Regions from separate parts of the Sus scrofa genome. Here region 1 is linked to region 2. Evidence: chromatin contacts called from public Hi-C data. All regions are on one chromosome and are shown on one strand. The core of a region is the stretch at or near the end of the contact, and the rest is flanking DNA. Distances in the headings are between cores, read along the strand shown. Region 1 holds the start of C2H19orf67 (UPF0575 protein C19orf67 homolog). Region 2 holds the start of ASF1B (anti-silencing function 1B histone chaperone).

Region 1 (4,871 bases), core at 1,672-4,171, 38 kb before region 2:
CAGCAGCTGCTGGTAGTCCCCAGGAGGTTGCGGGCACAATATCCTGGGGGTCGGGGACAGACAGGTCTGGACTTGAGCGCCCCCTGCTACTCGGGAGCCCCTCCCTTAGAATGACAGGCTGTGGCTGAAAGAGGCTTTGTTTCAGCTGGGGGTGGGAAAAACCCTGGGGGAAAGTGGTTTCCTTGTTGATGAGAAACCTAGAGGGTAATGGCTCTGGGAGGCTGAGCAACTCTAGCCCTGACCTGGCCAATTACTCAGCTAGCTGTGTGTCTTTGGGTAGTAACTTAACCTCTCTGAGCACCTGTTTCCTTCTTTGTAAAATGGGGCTAGTAGTGTAGACCTTAGCGGGTTGTTTCACTAGTCTGCATAAAGCACCTTTTGGGACACAATAAATGCTGTCATTATTACCAAAGGAGACACTGTTGGGGGAAGTAGATGGTCTTTGGTTGGGTTCTGCCCCTCCCTCCAGACCCCACGCTCAGTGTGTTGTAGCTCCTACCATGAATAAAGGTCATCCTCAGCTGGTCCTAGGGGCACCCATCGGCCGATGGACCACAGCTTCTGAATCTGGGGGCATGAACTGGCCGGACTCTTGCCTGTGTCTTCCCATGTATCTCGATAGCAGAGGAAGTAGCTGGGAGGGAAAGCGACAGCAGTTAAAAATGAGCAGTTTCCTAGTTTCTTCTATTTGAGGGCTTTAATTTCAGAGGTAAAGTGGAAACTCATCAGAAGTTGCCTTCAGGAGTTCCTGTCATGGCTCAGAAGAAACGAATCTGACTAGTATCCATGAGGACGCAGGTCCCATCCCTGGCTTTGTTCAGTAGGTTAATGATCTGGTGTTGCCCTGAGCTTCGGTGAAGGTTGCAGATGGGGCCCGGATCTGGTGTTGCTGTGGCTGTGGCTACAGCTCTGATTCAACCCCTAGCCTAGGAATCTCCATATGCCGTGGGTGTGGCCCTGAAGAGACAAAAAAAAAAAAAAAAAAAAAAAAAAAAAAGAAAGAAAGAAAGTAAAAAAAGAAATTGCCTTCATATTCTCAGGTAGGGATATGACCTGATATTGAGGCTTTTTCTCCCTGTCAGCCTCCTTTTACGATGAGTACTTTTATTTTGATAGGGATATATGTATATATTTAAAGGTGGGAATGACCTTTCAAAGGTCACTGATTTCCTGTTTGGCTTTCCACGCTTTGGGGGGGGGGTGCAGTTTAGAGGCCCATACTGGCATTCTACATAGAGGAGAGGAGAGAACTTTGATTCTGGTAAGGGGACTCACTAGTCCACATGGGAATCTTGCCCCCGGCTGCTGGGCTCCGGGGTGATTTCCAAGTTCCAGCGCATCTTCTTATAGAGGTATCGGGGGAAGCGGCTGGCAGTGTAGGCAGCAGGGGCACAGTATCTGAAGATGGATACCTCGTGGGAAGGACTGATGGAGAATCTCCCACAGAAGAAACAGGAGATGCTGGCAGGAGATGGGAGAGTGGGGAATGAGGCTGTGCGCCCTGGACTCCTCCACCCCTGACTCCAATCCCAACCTCCTACCCTTTACCTTAGGGGGTCAGTCTCCTCCAGGTCCACAAAACCAAATGAGGCATACATGAGGACCAGCTGTTCCAGGCGCAGGGTCAACTGTTGGGAGATCTCCAACAGCTGCATAGAAGAGGAGGCAGAGTGAGATTAGCTGGCCTGCTGGGAGCATCCTCCCCATTCCCCAGGCCTGAGGGATGAAGAGCGGGACAAGGCATCTAAGAAACCTGCTCCACGCACCCCCTTTCGAATCAGTTCCTGCAGAGCTCCATAGATGGGGGGCACACTCCGTGCTGCTGCCTCCAGGTATAGGAAGTAGGGCTCACACATCTGCAAGAAGGTGGGCATGGCTTTTGCCAGCTGTTCCTTCTGCACTCGGTCCCTGCTGAAGGGAGAAGGGGGCCTTTGCCAGAGGTCCCTCACCCCACCTCCCCACCTGTATCCCTGGCCTGGACCCCTAGGTTGAGATTCGCCAGTGCCAGGCCTTTTTTTCTCTGAGCGTCTTCCAAGACCACCAGCATGAAAAACATTTGAAACACTTGTTAAAAATACAGACACCTGAGTCCCAGGATTGACTTTGACTCAACATTCCCTGGGTGAAGCCCAGAAATCTAGGGTTTAAACAACCCCCCAGGGGATTCCAATGGCGATCAGACTGTGAGAACCACAGTCCTCTTTCTTTTGATCTGGGAATCCTATCATCCTTCCGGGCCTCAAACTGGTAGCCAGCGGGCCAAATCTGGCTCAGACAGATTTTGTTTTGACTGCCCAGAATTCAAAACCTAAACCAATGGTTGGAAAGTTCTAGGGATTTCACAACCCCTGGGGTCCACAGAATAGCAGGCACTCCCTAACCCCAAATTTTTACACAGCCATCATAACTCTTCGAAACTGGATTCTTAACCAGCTAAGCTTCGTTTACTGCCACTGGCTCCTAACGCTTTTGAGTTTGCAAACCTCCTGTATGTTGCCTATCTTGTGACCCCCTCCTCTGTCTCCTTTATCCATGGGTAGAACCTAGGACCCTGTCCAGCATCACCTGTAGAGCAAGTAGCTCTGGAAATCATCTGCCTTCTTGAGCAGGTAACGGAACTGTTCGGTGATGGGGCTGAACATGGTGTCCAAGGGTAGGCGAGGAGGGGCGGGCCTGGGTCCTGGGGCCAGAGGCTCGGGGGAGGGCGTAGAGGTGGAGGCCTCGGGCAGCTGCCCCTGGACGTCTTCGGGCTCCACCTCAGGTGGGTCCCCAGGTCGGCCAGGGGAGGGCGACCACGAGGGGTCTCCGCAGGGGTGTGCCCCAGATTCCAAGACGTCTGGAGGTGGCGTTTCCCCAGAGCCCGCGGGGAGCGGCCCCATGAACCACTGCTCGGTAGCCATCGTGCCGCGGGAGGCGGGGACCGGAGCTCTTTAAGCCTCCTCTGCCCACATTGGCCGCGGGTTCGACCCCGCCCAGGATACCCCGGACTCGCCTGGGCTGGGAGCGCGTCCCTCTCCGACTCACCCGTGCCTTGACCCTCTGCCGGCGCCGCGAGGAGGGAGTTCGCCTCATTTGAATTTCAACACGCAGGAGGGGCGCGCCGCTCCGGCCCGCGCTGCGCGCCCGCGGGGCCCGTGCAAACGCGCGCTCCCGGAATCTGGCAGTATGCGTCCGAGAGAGAGACGACTTGGGCCGCCGCTGGCGCAGCCGTGTCCCGAGGGGGCGGCCAGAAGGCCAGCGCCTTCAACAGTCCGAGGCGGTTTCCTTGAGAGGACGGATCTCTACCGCGCGTCCAAAGCCCAGGGGCCAGTTACCCGTATAGACAGCGAGGACCTCCCCACCCCACTCGCTGACTCTCAAGCCCCAGAGTCTGTATTTTTTATTTATTTAAACTAACAAAGTTGAGAAACTGCATTAGAACTTGGTAGGCACTTGTGATGTGATGCAGTAGCTGTTCCTAACAGTAATAAAAACCATCACTTGGAAAAATTTTCCCATCCCATGACTGCATCTGATGGCCTGGTCCCTTCTGTTTTTATGAAGAGGATCATGAAGCCTGGAGACCCTACTTATGGAACCAGAACAGACCCTTGCCCCCAGCAGTTGTAGGCTGGATTCTTTATAACATGCAAAATTGTCAGATATATAGTTACGAAGCCAAAGACATTAATTAGACTCTGGTAAAGAACTCAGACAGGTGTCAGATCCCACCCTGCATGTCCCTGCTGTGCCAGTTGCTTATCTGGATAGTGAGCTTTTAATGCACTTTGCCTAATGGGGTTGTGGTGAGAAGCCAGTTACTGCTAGTCATTTAACAAATATTTCAGCACCTACTGTGTGCCCACGCACTGTTCTGGGAATGGGGAGATGGCAGAATAAGCCAATATTCCTGCCCTCCTGGAGCAGTTACAATGATAGCTATGTGGGCAGCCCCATTCACTACCTGTCTCTCTCCTCAAACAATTCTGTCCTGACCCTAGACTCCAGGAGGCTGCTATAGTTCTCCACCACCCCTTCATGACTCGACTCATAAAATGGACTCAGTGGCTTTTCCTTTTCTTTTTTTTAAAATTTTATTTAAAAAACCTTCGGTGCAATATTAAAAAGCAATACAGCCAGCTGGAGCGACAACAAACAGAAAGGGGAAGGGTAGGAAAAACCCAGGGACCCCATCCCAGTTGCCCCCAGGGGCTGGAGGCCAAGGACAGAATGGGGAAGGGCCTGGGTGGTGGGGGAGGGAGGAAAGGCCACCCACCAAAATGAACAGGCAGAATAAAACATTTTATATAGGAAACATCTGGCTGAACTGAAGAGGATCTAGGGGAGATGCGAAACCCCCATTTTTTTTCTTCTAAAAATGTCCTTGACTTGGGGAGAGGCTGGCCTCCTGGGGTGAAATGAACAGGCCCTGCCCCACCCCACACTCCTCTATTATGGAGTACAGGATGTGCTGGGGGCCAGGGATATATGTGTTGGGGAGAGACAGGGAAGAGATGAGTTGAGAGGAATGCTCCCTCACTGGAATCTGTCATGAGGGCTGAGGGTGTACCCCGTCCAGCTCCTGGACTCTAGGGGTCTTGGGTGAGGTGGGGACTGGAATGGGTTGGGGCAGGGGTGAGGCTGGGCGCTCAGCCTAGAAAGCCATCAGGGTCTTCATCCTCAAAGTGGCCTTGTTGCAGCACCTTGATGTGGTGCTCGTAGATTTTCAGGGCTGGGCCGAGGCGGATGGACAGGCCAGTCAGCACATCTGTGCGCTGCATGAGCAGCAAAGACTTGCCATCAATTTCCTGGGTGGGACAGAGAGAGAGAGCAGCATTAGAAGACACTCTCACAGAGAGCAGCATTAGAAGACACTCTCACAGAGAGCAGCA
Region 2 (5,066 bases), core at 2,499-4,998:
TCGTTAACAACTGAGCCATGACAGGAACTCCTGTTCTCACCTTTCTAAAGCAGCTCTATCATTTGGTATTTTTCCTTCTGGCCTTTTCCCCATCACCACTGGAGTGACATATGGGTGTATTTAACTAATGTGCTAGGGGGAGACAAAAAAAAAAAAAAAAAAAAGAAAAAAGAAAAAGAGATTACAATAGAGCAGGCCCTGGCACTACAGGCAAAACCTAAACAAAGACCGTGTAGGTGCTGATTGGAAGAGAAGAATCACAAGACCGGAAGAGAGAAACCAAGCAGCCAGGCAAATGGGTCATAGTGACTCCCTCTGCACAGGCCAGAAAGAAACCAGAGAACTAACCAGGACTACAACAGCGAAATACTTACTCAAGAGTTAGAAGATCTGATAAAATCATCTGTGGAGGATAGAAGATGATCAAAATGAGGATCTACAAATTGGAATTGCCTTAAACTTGCCTAAGTTTTTTAAGCAGAAGTATGCTTAAAAGTGACTTTATTTTTGTTAGATATGGGGTGTCAGTAATCAACACAGCAAAAACTCATTCCTACTGAATACAGGACATGTTTGCATACAGGTAACACTGTGTACTTAACCTTCTGAGAAATTTTAAGGGTAAACTGACTACATTACATTTTGTCTTTATGCCTTAACTTTATAATCTAACCACTGCACAAGATGGTCCTCCCTTATGTATGAAAGCAAACCCCAAACCAATGATGATGAAAGACATGTAAAAACAAAATTACTGTAGTTCAACTAGCTGGAGAATCTGTTCCGTGATTTTAAAAACAACTTATTGGAGTTCCCTGATGGTTAAGGATGCAGCATTATCACTGCTGTGGTGCAGGTTCGATCCCTGGCCTGGGAACCTCCACATGCCATGGGTGAAGCCAAAAATTAAAAAACAAAACCAACTTAACCAATAGGGCTTTTTCTGTTTATCATTTTCCCTTTATTTATAATCATACATATGAACCTTGGCTTGTCTATAGCATGTTAAGTGTGGGTCAGAACATCTGGCTCTAAGACTTATTCAAGCAGCATCCGTTGAATTTCTCAATTAAATAGGGGAAAAACACATCTAATGTATTGAATGTGGACTCATGATTTGCAAACATCTATTTCCAGATGCTAAGAAGAAGAGAGAGCAAAAGAGGTTCAGAGCCCTTGAGAAATGGGTCAGACTGGGGGCTGAGTGTTCAAATCTTCAGTTACCAGTATCTGAAGTCACTAGGAAACAAGACTGAGATTTCTCCAGGATCTGAGAGAATTCTAAAGCCAGACCCACTCCATCTGTTTGGGAGGCAGGAAACAAATTCTCTCTGCTCTGTGGGAAGAGGCAGAAAGCAAGTTGGCAGGTCAGAGTCAAGGATAGCCCTAGAGGTACAACAAAAGACTCTACATTTCCAGGTTTTCTAACTGGAATTTCTCTGAGCAAAAGCTTCACTGTCCAGGTATAATTAATAATAGCACCACCTTTCCCTCTTTTGACAGTGTTTTCATGTGGAAATAAAATCTATGGTCAGTCCTATTTACATTCCACAGGAGAGGCCTTTCCCTGGTTACAGAAAGATAAAGAACTTTGGACAAAGAACTCAGAGACAAGACCTAGTGTCAATAATTCTACAAACTGGCTATGTGACCTTGGAGAAATCATTCCATTTCTCTCTATTAAAAGATAATGACCGGGGATCCCAGTGTGGCTCAGTGGTTAATGAAGCTGACTAGTAACCATGAGGTTGCTGGTTTGATCCCTGGCTGAGCTCAGTGGGTTAAGGATCTGGCGTTGCCGTGAGCTGTGGTGTAGGTCGCAGATGAGGCTTGGATCCATCGTTGCTGTGGCTGTGGTGTAGGCCGGCAGCTGTAGCTCCAATTTGACCCATAGCTTAGGAACCTTCATATGCTGTGGGTGCAGTCCTAAAAAAGAAAAAAAAAAAAGAAAGATAATGATCAGCAGGTTGACTTTAGCCTTTCCTGTGCTGATTCTAGTAACAGATTAGTAAAGTAACAGGAGAGGAACTTTGTAGGAGTAAATGTACTAGATAATGACCATGCAACCATGTTTAACCCCGAGGATCACAAACAGACATACTGAAACTCAATCTTCTGCCATCTGGCTCTGTGAATCCCTTAACCTATTAGCTCCTTACATCTCCTCCTAGCTTTAAAATGAAATCTTATTCCACAGGGTGATTCTTCACTTTATTTATTTACACTGTCTTGTTCCAGAAAGGATTTAACTGGGCTTATACTATAGTCACAAGTAGATTCCTTAATTTAGAAAGGAGAGAAACAGGGAAGATTGATCCATTGGCCCAGTCTAAGCACACACACACACATATATCAAAAGGGTTATCAACTCCAGGCTAGACCAAGTGGCTAATTTGCATGCAAAGCACACACCTACCACTGAGAGGTGCTAGTTAGCACACCCTGGCCTCACAGATCTCCACCTCCTTAGCCGCTGCCTCTTAACCACTAAGTGGAGAAGAGGTCTAATGGAGTACTTTCTCCCGAAAGTGGTGCCAAAACTCTCTGAATGACCTTAGATTTTTTTTTGATTTTTATAGAAGTACAAAAAAGGTGTTTTACTCTTTGTGGATCCCATGCTCTCATCTGTGAGATGAGAGTCATGTCCACCTTTGTCACACAGATGAATAAGTACATCTATAAAAGCGCCTTGAAAAAGATGCACAAAAGGTTGTGACCTCTGAGCTGATTGAAGCCAGATACCTTCATGGCTCAGCCTGGCATACCCACCCTCCAGATTAGGTCAGACCATCAAAAGTGGGGGAGAATTGCTACAGTAAGTCAGCAGGAATCTGGCAGGCAAATGGTAAGAACCAACTTATGCTTGTTTGGCCATGCTTCCCCAGGTAGAGCATCAGCAAGCAGGGAGGAGATTATGGGAAGACAGATGGGAAGATGGGGGTGAGTGAGGTCTTGTCACAGGGGGAGAGGGTCTTCATTGGGAAAATGGAACAGGGGGCTGAAGTTGCCATATAGGAAAGGGGCGGGAGCTGGGGTTTCCATAAGGAAAATGGGAGGGTGCTGAGGTTTCCATAGGGAAATTGGGAGGGGGCTTGGATTTCCATAGGAGAAATTCGAGGGGGCTGGAGGTTGGGGTTTCCATAGGAAAAAAGTGAGATGGGAGTGCCTCACCACAGGGGACAGCCTTTTGGTGGGGAGGACTGAATGGCTGGAATGGCGGCTTGCCCCTAAATAGTAGGTAGGTAGGGGCAGTCTCTTGCTACAGGAAAGTCAGGGTGGCTGACGGTCTCTACCTAGAAAACGGGTACCCAAGAGGAGAGCTACAGGAAAAAGAGGGGGATAATGAGGTTTTCACGGGGGAAAACGCGAGTAACCATAGGGGTACGGTGAAGGGGTAGTTTCCCAAAGGGGAGGTTAAGGCTGGGGGTGGGTGTTGGTTTACGGGAAATCAGATTTGGGGGAGAGGGGGTGTTTCACAGGGTTGTCTCCAAGGGGAGGGTCGGGGCGGCCCAGGGGAGGGGGGTCGCTCCACGCAGGCCCAGTCTCACCGTCCGTCAGGGCCTCATTGCACTCGAAGCTGATCTCGAACCGGAAGGGGCTGTGGAAAGGGCTCGGATTCTCCAGAACAGCCACGTTCAGCACCGACACCTTAGCCATTGCCTCGTCGGGCCGAGGCTGAAGCCAGAGCTGGGGCCAAGACTACGTTTGGGTCTTGTCAGGTCAGCAGAACAGCGTTACCCAAAACTGCTCGCGCCTCCTCCGATCGCGGTCTGAAGAGCTAATCTTCTTCGCGCGCCTCCTTCAAATAGCCGGCCCCACCCTCCAGCCAATCACCGTCAACGCTCCCTGGCGGCGCGAGCGCCCCCCCAGCCAATCCTGGAGCGTCGGTAGGCAAGCGCCGAGACTCCCGAGACCAATCGGTGGAGCTCCCTCTTCTGGATGCGGGAGGGAGGCGGGACAGTCTCTTGGCTTCTTTGGGAGTCCGCCGGGAACCAATCCCTAGAGTCTCCGACTCGAATGTCAAGGGCGGGGTGGGCGGGGTCAAAACGCAGGGCTCTTCTTGGCCAATCCCGAGGGTCCCCGCACTAGCGCTGTCCGGACTTAGCCCCGCCCTTCCGGGAGGTGCTTCCAGCCGCGGGCAGCGCCGCCAACCGTCAATTGGTGGCGCGCGGCGCTCGCCAAATCCCCTCTTAAAGTGCGGGAAGGGCGGTGCTTGACCTGCGGTGATTGGCAGGCAGGGGTGGGGCGGGAATAAAGCCGATTCTCTGAGAGTTTATTGGCTGAGTTGACCTTGGGGGGCGGGAGGAAATAAGACTCGGTGGGGGATTCGTAGGAGTGGAGCGGAAGTCGACTGCCGGCGCTGTTGAGCGGGGTGTAAGAAGAGAAAGGAAGAGCGTTTGCGGCTCTGGAGTCTCAGCAGGTGAGCGTTGCCGGAAGTTTCTCTATGGGTCTCCTGGCCCTTCAGGCCCAGCGGCCCGGGAGTCCGTTGTGAACGTTGTGAACGTTTAACCCATCCCTGAAGGGAGACGGTGTGACAGTAACGGGGCTCACGGGGGCCTGGGTCGCGGGAGTCGGGCTTGGTTCGAATCCGGCTTTTTCCCCTTCGAGAGCCTCTGGGGAGGTTTCAGGTAGACACGCTGTAAATGAGAGTTCGAGTCCGGCCTCTTCCACTTACCTCTCGAGGCCACCCTTCCCCGCGCGTTGAACAGGGTCATGAAAATTTACTGGCAGGATTTATGACTGCATAATACATCTAGAAACTTTACTCCCACACTGGGGCTGGAGCGCCGTCGCCCCCTGTCTGGAAGACTGTAGGGACATCCGCACTCACTCCCTGCTTCCACCTGTGACAGCGCACCTAGTTTTACACTTTTCTGAAGTTAACCACGTTTTTTAAAAAAGTTTAAAAAGTTAATTTTAACATACTCTTAAATATATTAAAATTTAGCTGAAACACCTTTTCAGCATATGTTCAGTATTAAAAAATACAACACAGGTAGCTTACATTTTGTTACTCAGCACGAAGCTGTTGAAATCCTTTATTTTACTTAACAACACGTCTGTGA

Evidence for each region. A called contact is a pair of places that touch in the nucleus more often than the background predicts.
Region 1: a Hi-C map of liver shows a contact between it and region 2, with 1.5 times the contacts expected there. The contact joins the promoter of C2H19orf67 here to the promoter of ASF1B in region 2. A contact is called at or near these places in 2 of 5 promoter capture datasets (fetal liver and liver), 14 of 47 Hi-C or Micro-C datasets (blood, epiblast stem cells, fetal heart ventricle and 7 more) and 2 of 2 datasets of contacts at active chromatin or transcription factors (alveolar macrophages and skeletal muscle).

Annotation. Positions count from the first base shown.
Region 1 is chr2:65,098,983-65,103,853 of Sscrofa11.1, reverse strand. C2H19orf67 (UPF0575 protein C19orf67 homolog) reads right to left here and starts at 2,921. Exons shown (of 6, transcript XM_005661237.3): 1 at 2,566-2,921; 2 at 1,767-1,911; 3 at 1,549-1,649; 4 at 1,276-1,461; 5 at 500-634; 6 at 1-43. The coding sequence starts at 2,900. SAMD1 (atherin) reads right to left here. Exons shown (of 6, transcript XM_003123364.5): 6 at 4,055-4,787. The coding sequence ends at 4,629. It overlaps LOC110259335 (a long non-coding RNA gene), which reads left to right. Exons shown (of 3, transcript XR_002341618.1): 2 at 2,541-2,609; 3 at 3,091-4,454.
Region 2 is chr2:65,061,868-65,066,933 of Sscrofa11.1, reverse strand. It overlaps ASF1B (anti-silencing function 1B histone chaperone), which reads right to left and starts at 3,748. Exons shown (of 4, transcript NM_001137625.1): 1 at 3,549-3,748. The coding sequence starts at 3,657.